Regions from separate parts of the Sus scrofa genome. Here all the other regions are linked to region 4. Evidence: chromatin contacts called from public HiChIP or PLAC-seq data. All regions are on one chromosome and are shown on one strand. Each heading gives the region's core, a stretch centred on a gene start, on an enhancer-like site or on the middle of the called end of the contact. The rest is flanking DNA. Distances are from core to core; before and after follow the strand shown.

Evidence for each region. HiChIP or PLAC-seq counts read pairs in DNA pulled down with a chosen protein or histone mark.
Region 1: a contact with region 4 is called in an H3K27ac HiChIP or PLAC-seq map of alveolar macrophages. The contact joins the enhancer-like site here to the promoter of CCDC82 in region 4. A contact is called at or near these places in 2 of 5 promoter capture datasets (fetal liver and fetal skeletal muscle), 17 of 47 Hi-C or Micro-C datasets (alveolar macrophages, blood, embryonic fibroblasts and 8 more) and 2 of 2 datasets of contacts at active chromatin or transcription factors (alveolar macrophages and skeletal muscle).
Region 2: an H3K27ac HiChIP or PLAC-seq map of alveolar macrophages shows a contact between it and region 4. The contact joins the enhancer-like site here to the promoter of CCDC82 in region 4. A contact is called at or near these places in 3 of 5 promoter capture datasets (fetal liver, fetal skeletal muscle and liver), 7 of 47 Hi-C or Micro-C datasets (alveolar macrophages, embryonic fibroblasts, heart right ventricle and 4 more) and 2 of 2 datasets of contacts at active chromatin or transcription factors (alveolar macrophages and skeletal muscle).
Region 3: a contact with region 4 is called in an H3K27ac HiChIP or PLAC-seq map of alveolar macrophages. The contact joins the promoter of MTMR2 here to the promoter of CCDC82 in region 4. A contact is called at or near these places in 3 of 5 promoter capture datasets (fetal liver, fetal skeletal muscle and liver), 9 of 47 Hi-C or Micro-C datasets (alveolar macrophages, brain, embryonic fibroblasts and 4 more) and 2 of 2 datasets of contacts at active chromatin or transcription factors (alveolar macrophages and skeletal muscle).

Annotation. Positions count from the first base shown.
Region 1 is chr9:28,077,726-28,082,119 of Sscrofa11.1, reverse strand. The region is part of intron 2 of MAML2 (mastermind-like protein 2); the gene reads left to right. Among named protein-coding and RNA genes, the nearest start is that of MTMR2, 110 kb to the right of the region's middle. Within about 2 kb of position 2,204, at least 33 of the 83 cell types and tissues checked have an H3K27ac peak or open chromatin away from gene starts, as enhancers often do. A contact at or near this core is called in alveolar macrophages, fetal liver, liver and 3 more, where this site is marked.
Region 2 is chr9:28,045,655-28,050,525 of Sscrofa11.1, reverse strand. All of the region lies in intron 2 of MAML2 (mastermind-like protein 2), which reads left to right. Among named protein-coding and RNA genes, the nearest start is that of MTMR2, 74 kb to the right of the region's middle. Within about 2 kb of position 2,660, at least 3 of the 83 cell types and tissues checked have an H3K27ac peak or open chromatin away from gene starts, as enhancers often do. A contact at or near this core is called in alveolar macrophages, where this site is marked.
Region 3 is chr9:27,972,331-27,977,382 of Sscrofa11.1, reverse strand. MTMR2 (myotubularin-related protein 2) reads left to right here and starts at 2,935. Exons shown (of 16, transcript XM_003357252.4): 1 at 2,935-3,250.
Region 4 is chr9:28,405,343-28,410,015 of Sscrofa11.1, reverse strand. CCDC82 (coiled-coil domain-containing protein 82) reads left to right here and starts at 2,666. Exons shown (of 9, transcript XM_021062697.1): 1 at 2,666-2,750.

The sequences.
Region 1 (4,394 bases), core at 955-3,454, 330 kb after region 4:
GGTTTTTAAAGAGAGCTTCTGGGTTTAATTCTGATTATGTTTCCTTTCAAATGACTGAGGTTTTCCTAGTATCCATGATGCTGCCATGGGCTTGGCAAGAAAAAACAATGACTCTTACCTCCCCAGAGGGAATTAATTGTGTATCCTTAAGTATGTTTCTAGCAGCCTTTTCTAGGTATTAAATGTAGAAGTCGATTAAGACTTCAGTGTATTAGTATCCTGTTTGTCTTGAAATGTAAATGGAATTTATGAGCGTTTTGAAGCAGATGCCATCTGCTGGATAGTTAAGATACTGTAACCAAAAACAATGTGAAGAGAAAACAAATGGAACAGTATACCTTAATGAAGAGAAAGATTGCTAATTTAAGTCAATAGTATTTCCCAAGCCCCAGGTAAAGTGCCCAATGTCCCTGATTTATTGTTTGCAGTCCAAATGTTTCCATTTATTTTCTTCCTAATCTGAATATAGATACCCCTTCCTGTTCTTGCACAGTGCTAGATCCCCTGGACTTTTCACCTAGTTTTCCAATCATAAGAACAAACGTGAAATAAGTGCTCACCTTCAGAAAAAGGATAACTTTGCAATAATGCATTTGGGAGTGCCCGAAATTAAAGCCAGAGATAATATAAGAGAAAAGGAAAAGAGAGAGAGAGATGAAATAGTGTTATGTAAGAATAAAAGGTGGTATATCAAATTAAAACCACATATAAGACATAAATATAAGCTAAACAGCTAATTCTTCCTCCAAGGGACCGTGAAAAGATCAGTCTCTACCTAACACCCCCTCGTGGCCCACACCATCCCCTCATTAGATGAGTCCATGGTAAAGCAGACACTCAATCCAACCTCTCTTAGAAATTGTAAATTACAGTCCCTTTCTGTGGAACTCCTGTTGATGCTGGCTTCCAGCCTGGGCTCCTCCTCTGATTATCTGAGCCAGTTGTTTCACCTTTTAGGGACTCAGTGTCCTCTTTTATTAAATATTACTTAGTGAATTTTACTGTCCGAGTGAGCTCTTTTTAAAATTGAGATGCAAATTAGTACTATATCCAGAAACAGCAGCCCCTCAAAATATCCCCATCTAGAGCTATAACTTCGAATCAGGACAAGTCAGAGTCCAGGAAAAGTGGAAAAAGCTCCTAGGAAGTAAGACATTTCCGAACTTCAGTCTGCATCTGGCTGGAAGCCCTCTGTGGAGTTTTCAAGGAGAGACCCCTACATGGCTCTAAGATGGTTCTTTTTTCTCCCTCCTAATAGAGCATAAAGCAGTAAAAGCGATGCCATACCTCTCTCACATGAAGCGCTCTCAATACGAGGGCGCCCACGTGGTCGGCTTCAGGTCTGAGCCACAGATCCACATATATGGCTAAAGGGAGGGAAGGAGCAGACAAAATACCAAAGCGATGAAGAGAGAAAGAAAAGATGTTCTGCGAACATCTTCATTGTTTGCCCACATGACTGCCTGGTATGTTAATGTCTCGCATCAGCCTCTGCTAATGAGGATGCTGCCCTTACTTCCCTTGCAGTTTATAAATGGAGTGGCATTATGTAATCACCCTAATGAGGTAATAGAAACATAAGTACACAGGAAAATTTGATAGGGTTTCTCCTAATTCGCCCTCTGCTGTGTCGGTCACCCCCCATCCCATTAACCCTCCCTCTCCCCTCCGCCCTCCCCCCCTCCAACTGGCTGAATCTCTGGTCCCAGAGGACATATTGTTGGCTATTATTTATAAGAAGTCTCTCTCCTCTTGGCAGGATATAGAACAGCTGCTGGTCTATTCTCTGCCACAGAGACCAACTTCCCTCTTTTGCCCTGGATGATTGGAAGAAAGTCGGGGAGAAAAGCAATTTATAGTTGTGTTACAGCACCTCTATTTTCTTTTATGTTTATTTATATTGCTTCCATTTCTGCCTGGGATTTCTGAGATAATCAGGATCACTCTGCTACAGAATTCTCATTTGGGGAGGCTCTGGTGGCAGTTGATGGCATTTTTCTTCATTGAGTCAGACATTTTAGAACTCTGGGCTAGAGGAAACTGAGCATTTCTACTGCGAGAGTTTGAGAATCAATGTGGTGGGGTTTTGTTCTTGTTTTTGTTTTTTTCTGAGAAACTGATGGCTGTGTTTGATGTTACATGAACCATAAATGACTCTGAATTCCTCAAGGGAAGGCACCTTGTCTTTGTCAACTTGCCGCCCACGGGGTATAGCACAGTACCTGCTTGGTAAATGTTTGCTGAATGAACTGAGTGGGGTTCGGGTTTGTCCGTCCTTTGATGTCCACGTCTCCGACAGACCAGCCCCTAAGCCTCAGCCCGGACTTCCAGGCCAGACAAGCCCATGACCCAACGTGGGCCTTTTCCTGAGATCTTTTGTCCCGCATTATTTTTGGCTCTGGGACTCATCCTGGTCAAAGAAGCACAAGAGCTCAAGATTTCAAAATCTAGGCTAGGTCCTGAATCTTCAGAGAGACCTGAGCCTCTCTGGAAGTGGAATACAGGGAGAATTTCTTTGTTCTTTTAGGAGTCGAAGGAAATCCCAGAGTAGGAAACTGGCCTGGGTCCCGAGATCCAGACAGGCCAGACGCGGACAGTCCTTGGTGAACAGAAAGGAGTCACGGTCCAGCATTATGGGTTTTCCTCCTGACCAAAGGTTTGGGACTGAGCTGGGTTGGCTGCTGGTCAAGGCCATGTTTAGGGAAGTCTGGAGAAGCAGAGTGGAGTAGTTAAATCCACTCTGGTGAACAGAAAAGTATCACAGTCCAGCATTATGGTTTCTCCTCCTGACCAAAGGTTTAGGACTGAGCTGGGTTGGCTGCCGGTCAAGGCCATGTTTAGGGAAGTCTGGAGAAGCAGAGTGGAGTAGTTAAATCTGAGGTGATGGGGTGTGTCCAAGGGGAGATTGACTTCTGATTCCCTTATTTATCTCTACGTGGAAACAGCTTAGTCAGTATTAATAATAGCAAGCTTCCTCTGCAGACCAGTCAGCCCCCTTCCTGGAGGAGACTAGGAAAGCTGGAAATTGCTACGTGGCAGGTGCTCTTGGTAAGGGTTTGTGAGGCACCTTTAGATTTCCCAGCCTGTGTTCCTAAGTGTGTCAGAAGCATCCCGAAGGACCTGAAGGATCTCTTTATTGCCTCTGCTACCCCGCAGCCCACCCAGTGCGTACCTAACGAATGTTCCTGACAGACATACGGAGATTATGATTAAAAAGGATATACTAGGTGCTAAAGCCACTGAGGTGTCCGCCTTTCTGATAATTTTCAACATTTTGCAGGCAACATAGAAAGAATAATAATAGCTGTGGTTTATTGAGTGACAGGCACAGTGCTTGTCACTTCAAAGACATTATTTTGTCTCGTAATCTGGTTTCTAAAGGGAATCATTGGAGACAGAAAATGTCACAGTTCTCACTTTTGCCCAACTGTGAGCCAAGGCCTTCAGAACCGGGAGAGGAAGCTGGTTAGGTTGGCTCAGAGAGTAGCTAATGCCTTCTCTGGAGAAAGAATAAGTCTGATACACAGAGAGATCCAGGTAAATTTTTGCTTTTTTTTTTTTTGGCCCTTCACTATATCCCTGGTTATCCTGATTGCTCCTGGGTAGTTGCTTGTTAACTCGGATTTTAATTGGCAGGCTTTCAGGCATCGTAGGAGATGGGGAGCCAAGAGCGCCTTCATAGAAGATGGTTGTATGAAGCTTTTGGTGGTCAAGGCCATGTTTAGTAAAGACTGGGCAGAAGCGGATTAAATCTGAGGCACTAAGGTGTGGCAAAGAGGAGATGGGCTTCTGATTCCCTTATTTGTTTCCATGTGAAAATAGCTTAGTAAATATTAATAACAGCTAACTATTATCAAGGTGCACACCACAGTAAATGATGTACTGTTTAGGTCAGACTGCCTGAGTTCAAACTCCACACTGGAGCTATAACTTTGAGGCAACCTCTCTGTACCTCATTTTCATTGTCTGCAAAATATATAGAATATCTACTTTTTTCTTGCTAAGGATTAAATGAGAAGATGAATGTCAAGGGCTTAACATAGTATCTGGTATTTAAGAAATATTGACCACTATTATTATTATTACTAAATAATCAATATATATCTCTTAGTTCCATAAAATATGGGGGCTAGTTAAGAGAAAGGACCTTGTATATTTCTTGTATCTAGCACAATGCTTGGCACATTTGTAGACTCTGAATAAATGCTGGATCTTTGGTAGACTGGATGGGTAGATGGATGGACAAAATAATTTGAGTTTAGGAGTTCCCATTGTGGCTCAGCAGGTTAAGAACCCCACATAGTTTCTGTGAGGACGTGGGTTCAATCCCTGGCCTCACTCAAAGGGTTAAAGATCCGGTGTTGCCAGCCTCAGATCCAGCATTGCTGTGGCTG
Region 2 (4,871 bases), core at 1,411-3,910, 360 kb after region 4:
GTTCAGAGTCACAGAGTCACAGGAATACTTAAATAATTCAGAGAATGATTCAGGAAATTCTCTAAATGAAAGAGTTAAGAGGAGCCAAAAACCATCCTTAGACCCAAGCTGAGTGAATAATATGGCTGCCATACAAAATGGTTGGAATGATTGGAAGCCAGAGGAAGTCTCCTAATTATTCCTTTTATCTCTTCCTCCACCAAACTACGCCACAAGTAGGTGACTTTTAGCAACATGTACATGTAACTACACACCCAGCAGATGTAAAAATTACAGTGTAACAGTGGAAGAAAAATAGGGAAATTCTGTGATGATAATAATAGCTAACATTTGTTTGCATTTTATGGATTACCAAGGACTTTCACACACATGTTCTGTTTTACGCTTTATGATGTCCCCAAGATTTGGCATTACTAAGATTTCCAGTTCATAGAGAGGGAAACTGAGGCTCAGCAGCTCATGCGAGATGACACAATTAGGAAGTCATGGAGTTGGACCGTGAACCCATCTAACTCCAAGGCCCTGGACCCTGGCAGAAATGACCTTCTCTACTATTGCAACTCTCACTGTCAATCTAAAACTTTTCTCCTGAATAAGAACTCTTGTCTATTAAAAAAATAGATTCCCCCCCCCCCCACTGTTTCAGTTCTCTAAAACATTGCCGAAATCCCCCTTAACCAGCTTATCCCTAGTCTTTGCTTCAGCTATTCTCTGCCTTTGCTTTCTGGATTTTCCATTTTTATGATCATCCGATAACTTCATTTTCTCCAACCTTGGACAACAGAGAGTGTTTGCAGTTTAATTATTCTGTCACTTTGCTACAGGAGACTTATCCATTTTAAAGATGTTTCCAGCCTTACTCAGCAAAACCGCCTCTTGTTCACCACCTCTTGGTAGAGGCTTCTCATCTTAATCACTTGACACTTTCCCCTCCTTCCCTACTTTCTCCCTGTGCTCCCCTGCCCTCTGCCTAGTGTGTTCTGTTTGCTCTAAGCCTGAAAGGTTTGCTGTGTGAACGTTTTGTGAGGAAAAACCTACCAGGTGGAAAGATCTGGCAATAAACGACCACCCCTTGTGTTCCAGGGCCTCTTGTGAGAACTCAGGGAGTCTGCCTGCCTCTCGCTGATGGCCCCAAAGATCCCGCTCCCACAGACGGGACATCCCATGGAGCAGTGTGGTCCTGCCACGTTCTAGCACATGATCCCACATTCCACATCAGTCTGCTCACTAGCTGGGTGGTCCAGGCCCCATTCTGGGAAGCCTTGCCAACGGCTGATGTCTGGCTACTGGGCAGCTGGCGAAGCTTCCACATGTGTGGGAACTGTGCTGGAAAGACAAGGAGACAAGGCTAGGCTCAGCAAGTGGGTGCATGAGGAATTCATGTAAGGGAAAGAGGCCTCGAAGCTACACAGCAACAAGGCACGCAAACAGTGACTCCATCCTATGGCAACAGTGCCATCTGTGGCTTATCTTGTGCATCTGCCCATCCCAACTGCAGATCAGGAGAAGAAGCCATTTGGTTGAACTTCCCAAGTTGAGAGTCAGAGCTTTCCATCAGCAGTAAAATTAGCTCAGGGTCCTGCCCGGGGGGTTTACTCGACCCACACTCTGCAGAGGTGCTTTGTCCTGTGTTGCCCAGTTCTCCAGGTCTTCACGATCCTCAGCTTGCTTCCTCACTGAATGGTGGTTCAGCTCTACCCACCCCAGCCCCAGCGAGCCGCTGAAATCCTTGCCTTCTTTGAATGCAATATCTTTTGCATCCTTTTCTTATAATGCAGCAATTGCCTGGTTCCATCCAAACATAAAGATGCCATCATCACTTATTTTTAAGGTTCTGCTTGATGCCTTATGGACTAATCTATCTGCCTGTCCCTTCCTTCCTCATTGTCCTAATGCCGCCCAACATTATTAAACTCCTTTATCGTGGGCTGATTGCTTCTTCAAACGTTCTGTCACGTGATCCTTATGAGACCCCTGACAGCCTCATTCTGGGCCGAATTATGGGTATGTTATTAGCTTCATTTTACACCTGAGCAAATAAGCTCAGAGAAGTGAACTCGTCTGTGTGAGGTCACATAACTAGTAAATGGCACAGCTGGCACTCAAACCTGTGTTTCTGACTCTTGAGTCTGGTGCTCTTTTTTCTGCAGACAGACAGGGACAGGGAGAGTGAACTAAATCCAGCGGCTGTCACATATGCTTCTAGGGCCAAGTGACCCTTTTCAAATCAGCTCCCCAGTGTCCTTCTCTACCCTCCCCACCGGGCGAAAGACTAATCCTTCTAAAAGCCCTCTGCTCTCTGTGTGCTACCTTAATCCCCAAGATCCCATCTGTTGTGTCTCTGGACACAAATACACATGGCCGATTTAACTGCAGTGATTCGGGGCAGAATAAGAAAGGCAGGAACCTGGGACAGAATTTCCCTGATTGTAAGAGGTCAGGCATTGGAGTTTGGGGACAGATTCAGGAATAGGGACCGGTGATGGAGATCACTGTGGCACATGGAACACAGCAACAGATAGCTGATGGGAATATAGTGATTTGATCAGCACAACAAAATTCAACATGGTGTCTTCAGAGTGCCCTGACCACGAATGAATCATGGGGATAGAGAAACAGGAGCAGTGATAGAAATCCAGGCAAACAGACAGGGTGAGCCAGAGCAGATGATTAGAAGCACAGTCACAAGGCTGGGGATGGTGAAAGAAAGACAGTACCCATCACCCTAGAGCATCTGGGCTACTGAGACCACAACTTTGTTACAGACATGACAGTGGCCCTCTAACCAGAACCAACTTCAAGGTGTGAACTTGGCCTTAGCAACAAAGAGACTTTGCTCAGAATCAGAGACTTTCTTCAGGGCCACGCCTAACACCCAGCTTCAAAGAGAAAAGAGATGCTGAGCCTGGGAACAGGCAGGACCTTGTATTCCGGTTTGGGACCCTTTTCTACATTAACTAGTATAGACAAGGTTATGCTTCAGTAACATATAATATCAAAGTCTTACTGGCTAAAACAAAAGTTTTGGAGTTTCAGTGTGGCTCAGCTGGTAAAAGGCCTGACATTGTCTCTGTGAGGATACAGGTTTGATCCATGGCCTCGCTCAGTGGGTTAAGAATCTAGCATTGCCACAAGCTGCAGCGTAGGTCAGATGCAGCTCGGATCTGGTGTTGCTGTGGCTGTGGCGTAGGCCGGCAGCTGCAGCTCTGATTTAACCCCTAGCCTAGGAACTTCCATATGCCACAGGTGTGGCCATAAAACAAACAAACAACCAAAAAAAAAAAAAAAAAAACCCAAAAATAAACAAAATGTGAGTTGTATTTCCTTCACTGCTTGTCCACAATGGGGGCAGGGCATCTGCACATCGTAGCCATATGGGGACTGAGGATGATGGAACAGCCACCACTCTGAGCACAGCCAGTTGCCAACCCAGAGAGAAAAGAGGGCCTCCTCAAGGGTCTCATGTTAGCAAATAAAGTCTTAGCCAGAGAGTGACACACATCACTTCAGCTCACGACTCACTCCTAGTAACCCATGTCCTAGTAACCCCCAGGGAGGCTGGGAAGCACCATCCTGCCACCGGCCCAGGAGTCAGAGAGCTGCAGACATTCGGCAAGCAGCCCGCCATGAGGCCTTGAGATTGGACTCATGATGGATTATTATCTTCAACCTTAGTTGGGAAAATAAGGCATCAATTACAGAAATCTGGAAAACATGGACTCCTCTGTAGCTTCACTGAGAGCCCAGGATTCTATGAAAGCCAATGGAAGCAGTGACTAATCTAGGCTAAGGGTAGGGAGATGAGTTTAAGGCAGGCTTCCATGTCTGCATATAACTCTGGCACGCACGCACACACACACACATGAGAAGATGAGAGTAAAGCAATGATTCCCTAGCACCAGAGTCAATCACCTGTACCCCTCTATCCACAAGGCATGGTTGTTCCCACCCTATGGAGAACAGGCTTTATAGAGGAGAGCTTTTGCTTGTTTCCACTAAAGTCTAGAATTCTGGTGACTTGTAGGCAGTTGAATTGGAAAAGGAGCAACAGCCTCTCTTTCTCTCATTCTGACAAAATTTTTCTCCTTTAAACTCTGCCATTGAGACCTAAAATTCTGAGTTCATTGGCTTTTCTGCTTAATGCCAGAAAAAAGACCTGTAGAACTCCAAATATTAACTGAAAGCAGGCATACAATAAACCCTACCACCTCGGTTCATGTTGGTTTATCCATGTAGCTTTAGTCACCGGGCACACACCGGTACCATCAGAGTCACCCAGGTCCTTGTTAGAAATGCAGAAACTCAGTACTCAAGCACCCCTCGCCATGCCAAGACCTACTGAATAAGATTCAGCCTTGGCACAAGATCCCAAAGTAATTCATATGCACAGTAAGGTTTAAAAAGTACTGACCCTACTGAGTACAAGAGGAATTGCAAGGATCCGGTGTTGCTGTGAGCTGTGGTGTAGGTTGCAGCTGCAGCTCGGATCCCTCGTTGCTGTGGCTGTGGCGTAGGCTGATGGCTACAGCTCTGATTAGACCCCCAGCCTGAGAATCTCCATGTGCCACAGGAGTGGCCCTAGAAAAGACAAAAGACTTAAAAAAAAAAAAAGGAATTGCAGAGAAAAGGGGTTTCAAGTCACATTTTGCCTTTTATGCTCTTTCGCCCAGAGATGGTCTTAGGAATTATGCAGGCTTTGGCTGGAGTTTGTTTGTTTATTTATTTATTTATTTTGCTGTGCTCATGGCATGTGGAAATTCCCAGGGATCATACCCAAGCCACAGCAGTGATAACACCACATTCTTAATAGCTAGGCCCCAAGGGGACTCCTTGGTTGGGGTTAAGAGGTGAGGTAAGGACTCAGGAGGCCC
Region 3 (5,052 bases), core at 1,686-4,185, 430 kb after region 4:
GTTTATGCACACTTGATCCTTCCAAGGATTATGTTTTTGGCAAATGTGTTTGAAGAAACACAGAAGTATCCCTCTGTTTACTCATATCCCACTGTTTTAATATCTCAAGAGAAGTTTATTTCTTTATTCTGATTCAAGTTGATTGGCAGCAAACCTATAGATCTAAATCAGTGCTGTTCAAATTATTGTCTGCCATTCAGTGACTGTGCATGAACTATGCATTTCTTGTCTACCATGAGGACAGAATTGAGAACAGATGTTTAGAAACTTTAATGTGGAGTATGAAACTTTTATAAAGTAATTTTTTAACTGTTAAATATAAGAAAAAAATTCGGCCTTGTATTTTGCACGCCTTTGGTTTTTCTTAAACTTTGTTTTTCTAGTAATTAATTTTTCTTATAATTTACAAAAGCATTGTTGGTGATGGTTTGGAAATTAAAAAACAAAACACTGGTTATTCCCATAGATAATATGAAAAACACAGGCCTAGATTTCAAGTAAGAAAATAACTTTTGGGGAGTTCCCATGTGGCTCAGTGGTAAGGGACCCAACTAGGATCCATGAGGACAAGGGTTTGATCCTTGGCCACACTCAGTGGGTTAAGGATCTGTCGTCGAGAGCTATGGATGGTATAGGTTGCAGATGTAGCTTGGATTTCGTGTTGCTGTGACTATGGCCAGCAGCTGCAGCTCTGATTTGACTTGTGGCCTGGGAACTTCCATATGCTGCAGGTGAGCCTTAAAAAAGAGGAAAAACGACAAAATAACTTTTGGCAAATTGGGAAGGTCTCAAGCTAACCATTTAATAGGTGAGATGAGCCTAGACTGTAATTTAATTATAATGATAATTCCTGAATGACTTGGGATAGGCTAAAATGTTGTTTTAAAAGATGAGAAAACTGTGGTGCAAAAAGTCCTAATTAAGTTGACTTTTTGGTGGTACCTGACATAGCAGCCTACATGACAGAAAAGAATTCTGCACTAACTTAATGTGTAGCTGAGACCAAAGTAGTCTTTGTTGTTCACTCTGAGAAGTTACTGTTTTATTATTTAGGTTAGAAGTAAAGCAATAGAGAGTTCCTGCTGTGGCGCAGTGAATTAATGATCCATTGGGCTTGTCTTTGTGGATGCTCCATTTTGATCCCCAGCCTGGCACAGTGGGTTAAGGATCCTGGGTTGCTGTAGCTGTGGCTTAAGTCACAGCTCCAGCGTGAATTCAATTCTGGCCCAGGAACTTCCATATCCTATGGGTGTAGCCAAAAAAGAAAGCAGTAAAGCAATAAGTTCAGAGGAAGAACATAATAGCATAATATAGCATAATAGGATCTGAGAGCAACGGATCCATTTACCGAACCTACTGTGCAACCAACTCTGTGTAGAGGAAAAAAAAAAAAAACATTATATGGGTATTTTAATTCCTATTTTAGAAATGAGAAAACTAAGTCTTGGAGAAGCAATGAAATCAAAATCATAGAGCAGGTATGTGAAAGAATCAGGATTCCATTTCAGATTTGTCTGGTTTCGAAGTCTTTACACTTAACATTATTGTTCTTTATTAATCATCAAATAAACACATACACAAACTATTATACTATCAGGCAGATGGTTTCAAGCGCTCTGTGAAGGCAATGCTGCTAGAAATTAACTGAGTAGTAGAAAGAATATGGGTCTACTATTTAAGGATTTAAGTCCTTACCAAATTTAGCTTGGAAAAATCTATGTCAAGGTATAATGTGACAGTGAGCCAGCATTTTGGAGGGTAAGTAGGGGTGGAGAAGCAATAAGCAGATTCTTTTATGACTCATTGTAGATGTTTATGCTTGTTAAGAATTCTCAAACACCTCTTCTCTTTGCCTATCAGTTAAGGTTAAGAAATACAATTAAGATCTCTTTACAAATGAGATCTCTTTACAAATGCCATCCTGTCCCTGCCAAGCTGGAAGAGAAAGGCCAAGTCTTTTTGCTTAAATGTATGTTCATTCATATTAATAAACACCCTAGTTTATGTGGAACACAACCAGGCTGGTGGTTTTTCAGGGGAATGTACTCGCAAATTCGTATTTCACTGGCCCTACACTTCAAGATTTTCTTAAAAACATTAGTTGTCAGTATACATTAAATCTAGTTTAAATCAACATAATGCCATTTATCTTAGCAGGGAACTGTTTTGTTTATAAAATGACTGGCTAAATTTTTACAAAAATAATCTTCGCATATTTTTATACCATATACGTCAGGTGATGGAGACTCAGTCTCAATCAACAAAATTCTTTTTGGTATCCTTTCTATGTCCTTCCTTTATCCTCTGTAACAGAAAATTACCAGCAGAAGCATTTCCCCTTCACCCAGTTCCTGTTCTCTTATCACAGTTCTATTACTCTCCCCTCCCTTCCTGCCCTGCCTGGGAATTTGAGAGGGCAGGGAAAGATCCCTACAAGTTTGCCCTCTATCCGACACCACTGCACCCAGTGGTATATGTGTCTAATTTTTTGGTACATTTAACAATTCCCTCCCCATTTCCTCTTCCCATACCTTTCTGTGTGGACAATGGATTAATTCCAAAGTGATTTTTTCCTTCAGATACTTCTAGATCACACAGACTTCAATTCAAATCACAGCAGGGCTTAAAGTTTCAGCTTCTTTTCTAGTGCCCTCTCTACAATGCTGGCTCAGGGATGCAATGGAAATAGAACGATGAGCATTAACTTTTTCCCCTACTTGTCATATATTTCACATTACCCTCTCACATCAATCACGTCTTACTTCTCTGCCCCCTGCCTATAGCTTCCCTGCCTACAGCTACCGTTTTTGAAGTGGTGCTACAAACTGTTTATACATATTAGTCCATTCCATCCAGTAACAACTCTTACGAAGTAGGTAGTGATATTAGCAGCTCATCTCCTTCACCTGCCTTTCCCCCCCGCCCCGTTACTGCGCAAGTGCGCGAGCCGCGTCAAAGCAGTCGACCGAGGGGCGCCGCGGGGTCCGCCGGCTCCCCGGCAGCCCCCGCGCGCGGTGCAGGCTGGGGGAACATGGCCGCTTCCGGTCTCCCTCCCGGGCCGGCGCGGGCCTGACCGCGGTCCTTCCCCGACGCACTCCACCCTCCGCTCCTTCTGCCCGGTAGCCGAGAAGGTCGCTGCAGCTTTTTCCTCCCGCTATCCCCGCCGAGCCATGGAGAAAAGCTCGAGCTGCGAGAGTCTTGGCTCCCAGCCGGTGGTAGCACGGCCGCCCAGCGTGGATTCCCTGTCCAGGTAACCGGGACGCCCAGGGCCCCGCCTAGCGTCCGAGGGGGATGGAGAGGGGCCGGGGATCTGCTGGATGGTACCCCAATTCTGGATTCTGGTTCAAGAAGGCTGCGCCGGAATTCCTTTCCTAGGACTGGAAACCGCTTCTTCCTCCCTCACTGGGGGTTGGAGACTGGGAAAGAGGAGATTAAAACTCATTGCTTCTTTATCAGTCCCACCCCCATATTCTCATGTCGTTTTATTCGCAGTTGCAGGAGCCATTCCTTTGCTTTCTCTGATCGCTTATTGCCTCTAAATTCATTTCTTGGAACAGCCCTTCCCCCAGCTCTCTCCCCTTTTCCCTCATTTCCTCCCTGCCTTTTTTTTTTTTTTTTTCGTCTCTTGACCACTCTTTCCAGAACCAGCCTTTAGTTTTTCTTTCATCCGTCGTTTGGTTTTTGGGTTCTTTCTCACCTTTTCCTCACTTTCCCTTCTCTTATTTTATTTTATTTTTTTTACAGTTTTCCTTACACTCCAATCTCCATCCCCCCAACTTTGTTTTAAATGTAAGTAAAAATGCCCCACCGCTGTGCGTTTCTGGTCTAAATCTTACAGCTGAAAGTCATTATTCCTGATTAACTGATGAGTGGTAGTTTTCTCCCTTCTTGGGCCATCGGTTCTCCAGGTTATTTCTCATGTACTAAATGGGATTTTTTTCCCCTGGAATTTTGAGCAGAATTTTAGTATGCAGCTTCGCAGGGAGCTGTCGTAAATGTTACATATGTATGTTTCTGATGCAGTTTTTTTCTTTGGGTTTTCAGATTGTGATTTAAAATTTTATTAGGAAATTAAAAAGATTTGTAATTGTTATATAGCCGCAATGAAATCAAATTATTTTCAAGAAATAGTTATTAGAGAGTTACTAAGCCATTGTGTGAAAACATAATTTTCTTTTTTTTCCTTGTGAGTTGAAGTTGTTGTGTCTCATAATTCATTTTGGACTCTGCTAAACCTGCGTGATACTACCACTTTTTTTTCCTGTTGCTGTTCAGGAACTCATAAGCTGGTCCCACCATTCTAAATTAGATTCTTTTCCTATACTGGTTAATAGCAACCTGCCCAGCTATCTTTCAGCGTCCTTAACAAGCAGAGTGTAATTGCTGGTTTAATTGTCTTCTCTATTAGGCTATAAACTACTGAGGATGAGGAGTATATCTTATTTATCTTCATATCACCAGCATTTAACAGAGACCCTGTCTGTCAGAGATGCTTATTAAATGCATTTTTGAATTTGTAGATTGAATACCCAGGAGAGAAAAATTTTTCTTTGTGTGATTATGTATAGTGTATACTTGTTTCAAGTATTTTTCAGGTTTATGTTTATTACTATGAAATCTAGAAAGCTGGGGATTATACTCAGCTGTCAAATCATTCAGGAAACAGGTTGGAAAATTATAATTTTATGGGAAAGTTACAAATGACAACTGTGGCTCAGGATAGAATGTAAAGACAAATGTGGCAACTAGTAATCTCATCCAAGTGAGAGGATTTGGAACCACAGGAGGCAGCATAGTCTTGTTAGAAAGTGCTAAGTCAGGCTCAGTCTCTTTTAAAGACCTGGCTTAGCCAGTGATTTGGGCTGTGTCTTAACCTTCTGATTTGCATTTTTCTCATCTTTGGAAATAAGGGGGTTTATCTAGAAAACCGGTAAGGTCCCTTGGAGCTTTAAAATTCTGTCATTCTTTATCTTAATAATAATACTTTATCCTAATGATAATACTTAATGATAATAACCTTTGTTATGGATTTTTTTGCTTTTTTTTTTAAAA
Region 4 (4,673 bases), core at 1,417-3,916:
CTATGGCAGCCCTCACAGATCAAGCAAAAGGTTTCAGGAAGTGCTCCATCTGTTCATTGTCACCTGTAACTTCTGCTTGAAACTTTAGGGAATGACACTGTAATGGAAGGGATAACTGTAGATCTACAAAAGTGAATACATATGTACGTGAATTTATACCTATAGAGAATTAGCTTCTGATTATCTGCACAAATAAAGGGGACAAGAGACAGATGCTGCAAAACACATAATTCTCGAACCACTTCAGATACATTTTTGTATTTGTATTTCACAGGACTGTGTCTGGGGATTCAGAACACAAATAAAAAGCCGTATTGCAAAGAGGTTAAGAGTTACGAACACAATTACCAAAACAATGGTAATGTTGTTATACCATTATTGACTTGAGTTTGTCATCTTCTGTTTATTTCTGATGGTGGCTCGAAGTTTACGAACCACCAGTCTATCTGGCAAAATCATATCACCTTGTTGTTCTAGATAATCCAATAAATTTTCAGTCCACTGGAGAGCGGCTGCGTGATTAATATGTTTCTCTGGAATCAGTTCTGTTTCCTCCTCCTCATTTTCACTGGATTCATCTGTTTGGCCTTGTGCTCTTCTGATGATTTCACTGTCAGTTAAGACTTCATAGCCTGGTTCAGTACTGTCCACGTCAAGCCATTTTTCAATGTTCTCAGTAGTCACATTTTCCAATCCTTTGGTGTGCTGTAAAATGGTAGCCACAGCAGCCACTGAGATATCTTCTTCATCAAAGTCCAGGCCTACTTTCTCCTCTATGGCAGGGAGAATCTTCTTCCATGCTCTGCTAATGGTAACTGGCTTTACTAAATTCCACGCCACTGCTATTTCATAAAGTGCATCTAGCAGAGTGAGCTTCTTCCAGAATGATTTCAGGTCATTGCCTTCTTCCAAGTTGTTTTGGAGAAGACCTGCACGATAGTTTCTCTTCAGTGTAGCTATGACTCCTTGATCTGAGGGCTGAATCAATGAAGCCACATTAGGTGGTAAATATTTTGCAAATATTTGGCCATCATCTGATCTCAGGACGTTTTCATTTGGATGTGTTGGTGAATTATCCAACAAGAGCACAGCCTTCTCCTGTAAGCCTTTGGATCTTAAGTGCTCCCGAACTTGTGGCACAAAGATCTTATCAAACCATTGTCGGAAAATTGAAAGATCCATCCATGCACCTTTTTGGCTAAAATAAGAGACTGGCAGGTTTGAAGTGTCAGTTGACTTGAAAGAGCGAGGTTTCTTTGCTTTCCCTACAACACAAAGTTTAAGTTTGTGTAAACCTGTTGCATTGGCACAACACATGACAGTGACTCTTTCTTCAACTGACTTGTGCCCAGGGACTGTGCATTTACCTTTGATTACTGAAGTTCTGGAAGGCAGGCATTTCCAAAACAATCCAGTTTCATCTGCATTGTAGATTTGTTCTGGTTGCAAATTCTCTTGTTCAATAAAGTCTCGAAAGTTGTTACAAAAATCTTCCACAGCAGTCTCATCTCCGCTTAATCTTTCATTTCTAATATTAATCTCTCTAATGCTGTGTCGCTGCTTAAAACGCGTTAACCAACCGGCAGAAGGGTTAAAATCACCATCCATTCCCAAAGCATAAAAGAAGAACTCTGCCCTTTTTGCACAAATTGGCCCAGACACAGGATTCCCTTTTGCTCTTTGCTGGTTGAACCATTCTAGCATTGCTCTGTCCAGTTCCTCATACATGGATGGCTTCATAGATTTCCTCTTGGCCAGAAGACTTGTGGAATCAGAACTGCTTGCATAAGTTATAATCTTTTCTTTATTTTTTCTTATATCCCGTACTGTTGTCTCACCAATTCCATAAATCACTGCCAACTGCTTGGAAGAACCACCATCTTCAAGTTTCTTTATTATATCAAGCTTATCTTTAATAGTCAACACCACACGCTTCCTCTTCCCTGACATGGTGAAGCTCTGGCACTCAGGTACTCGGCCCACACTTACACGGAAGCAATCCACAAAATCCTGCCTTTTCTCACAGACTCACTTTAAAACAGTCTTACACACTAGTTCTTTCAACCTCACCAGGAACCTGGTGGCCCAGACCTCGTCCCCTCTGGGCTTGGCTGGTAAACAGACGGCAGAGGACGATCAGAGGGGAGAAGTTTGAGGGAACAGGCCTTTAACTTTAAATGGGCAGTAGAAGAGGCCCCAAGTCACCGCGGATAATACGGATTACAAACATTTGTTTTATTCCCACAGTGGCCGCAAGAAAGACTATAGCCCCACAAGCCTCCTTCAGGCCCGGTACCAGGTCAACGACCGTCACTAACCCCTGCCACACCCCAAAGTTACGGTGGAGAGCGGAAGAGCCAGGGAGTCGGGACTGGCCCCCTTCCCCAGGGGGACGGCTACGTTTGATTCCTCCCCCAGCCGCCAGCCCCTTCCACTGCAAGCCCCACCTCCCCGCGCTGGGTTTACTGGGCCTGCATAGTCCCCCCGGTCCCACACAGCCCGCCAAGCCCCTCTCCCCACCTCAGTAGGAACCAGGACCCTGCACCGCTCCCTGCCTAACGCGCGGCGACCGCTCCTCCCCCAGCACACGCTCCCGGAAGACGCCCCCTCCCGCCTCCAGGCCCCGCCTCTAGCCCCTCCCAGAGGCGGGACTTCCCCCCGGTCCCCGGAAGGAGGAGGGGCGTCGCTAGTCGGAACAGGACACCTGGGCGGAGGCAGGGGCGGAGGCAGAGGCGGAGGAGGATTGAAAGGTGAGGGCGCGGGGACGACGCGGGGCCAGCTCGGGGCGGGGACTAGCTCTCGCTTGGGCTGCTAATGGTTTATTATAGGGGCAGGGGAAGCCACGCCTCCCCGCGGGCAGGGAGAGAAAATTCCCGCCGGCTCTCTCAGGATGGGCGGGGCGGCTCCTCTGCGCGCTTCGCTACATTCGCGTGCCGCCCGGGCTGAGCTTCAGTGGGTGGGGTGCCAGTTCCTGGCGCGAAGGGGAAGTGGGCAGGACTGATACGCGGAGCCCGGGTGGTGATTTCGCGGGTTTCTGGCCTTTCCAGATTCTTGTTTGTTTTCTGCGGGGGGCCTCACTCCTCTAAGATCTAGGGGTTTGTGACGTCCCGCGAACGTCATCGCGAAGCTCTCTCTGAGGGTCCCGTTTCCTAGCTACAGTGCCCCTTCCTCGTGAGCGCGAGGGGCGGACTGGCCGGAGTGCTGCGCCAGGTGTCTGTGTCCCGTCGAGGAACCAGGTTTGTAATCGTGAAAAAGACTCTGGTGTTAAACTCCCAGGAGGATCTTTTCCTTCCCCGGCCACTCATCCCTGCTGAATTTAGCGAACCATCCTCAGTATTACAGATTTTGAATATTTCTCTGTGCGAAATTGTGGAGTAGTAAACCTTGGTTCTAAATAGAGGTAATTGGCTTTCCTCTCTTTATATGTTTCTTCATATTTTCCTATTTCTGTCTTGTGCTACCCTGGTTTCCAGCCAGTGGAAGAACTATGATACATTATTCACGGCAATGTGATAACATTAAAAAAATCATATTATGTAGCCTTAAAATCATGTGTTGTGCTGGCTTGTTTTCTTGTCCCTAGTAGTTTCATCAGATTGTGAGCTCCTTGAGAGTAGAGACCGTGTTGTTGATGTTTTTTCTAGTAACGCCACAGCTCCAAGCGTGCGCTGGCACGTAGTATCCATTCAGTGACTATTTCCTTGGTTTGTTAAGGTTTCTTCTCCAAACTGGCATATAAAAGGAAACACTAAGGAGGGGAAATGTTTTACAAATAGAATGCATCCCTTCTAGTGGAATTTCAAGAAATGGCTGAGGGTTCCACTGCCCTTAATTTTTTAAGTGTAAACCACCACCTACATTGTTTATAGAGCAAGTCCAAGAATTAATCTTTTCTTGGGGATGAATTAACCTCCAAGTATAGAATAACGGATAGTTCTTCTGATATTTCTTCTAGAATAAAGTGTATTAAGGTGGCACCAAAGTACCCTTTTTAGTTGTAGAGTTACTGTGTTAGAGAAAGAACACAAGCCCTATGGATTATCACCTTTACATCCTTCGGCAGACAAAGTTTACGTGATTTTAACCCCCCGAAGCACAAAGGTGTGATAGTATTGATCTTCATTCACTTATTTAATGCTTTCTGTTTGGAGTGTCTGTTTTTCTCTTTGCCTAAAGGTAAGTTATCATTAAAGAAGCTTGATTAAACTCTCATTTCAATATATTGAGTGTATACTCAGCATATAAAAAATTGCATCCATTTGCATGGATAATTTTCTGAGTGAATTCTAATGATCAAAAGGTGTCTTACCCATCAACCTAGCTTTGCCTTCTCATTTCCTCAGGTTCAGTTCACTCACCTTTCCCTCCGTTATCCTTCTTACCTCCCCATCTCACCTAGTAAAAGTATCCACAATTTAAAAAGAGGAGCTACATATTCAAGTTATCTTCTTTTTCAGTAACAGAATTTTTGATATTCTGATATTATTGATATTATCAGCAATGTTGAAAAAAGAGAGACCCTGGAAATTTGGCAGTTGGCCAAATGAAACAATTTGTTTAAATAAAATTTGCCCCCTAATATATTCAATACTGGAGTTCCCATTGTGGCTCAGCATGTTAAGGACTCATGTTGTCTCTGTGAGGATGCATGTTCAACCCCTGTCCTCACTCAG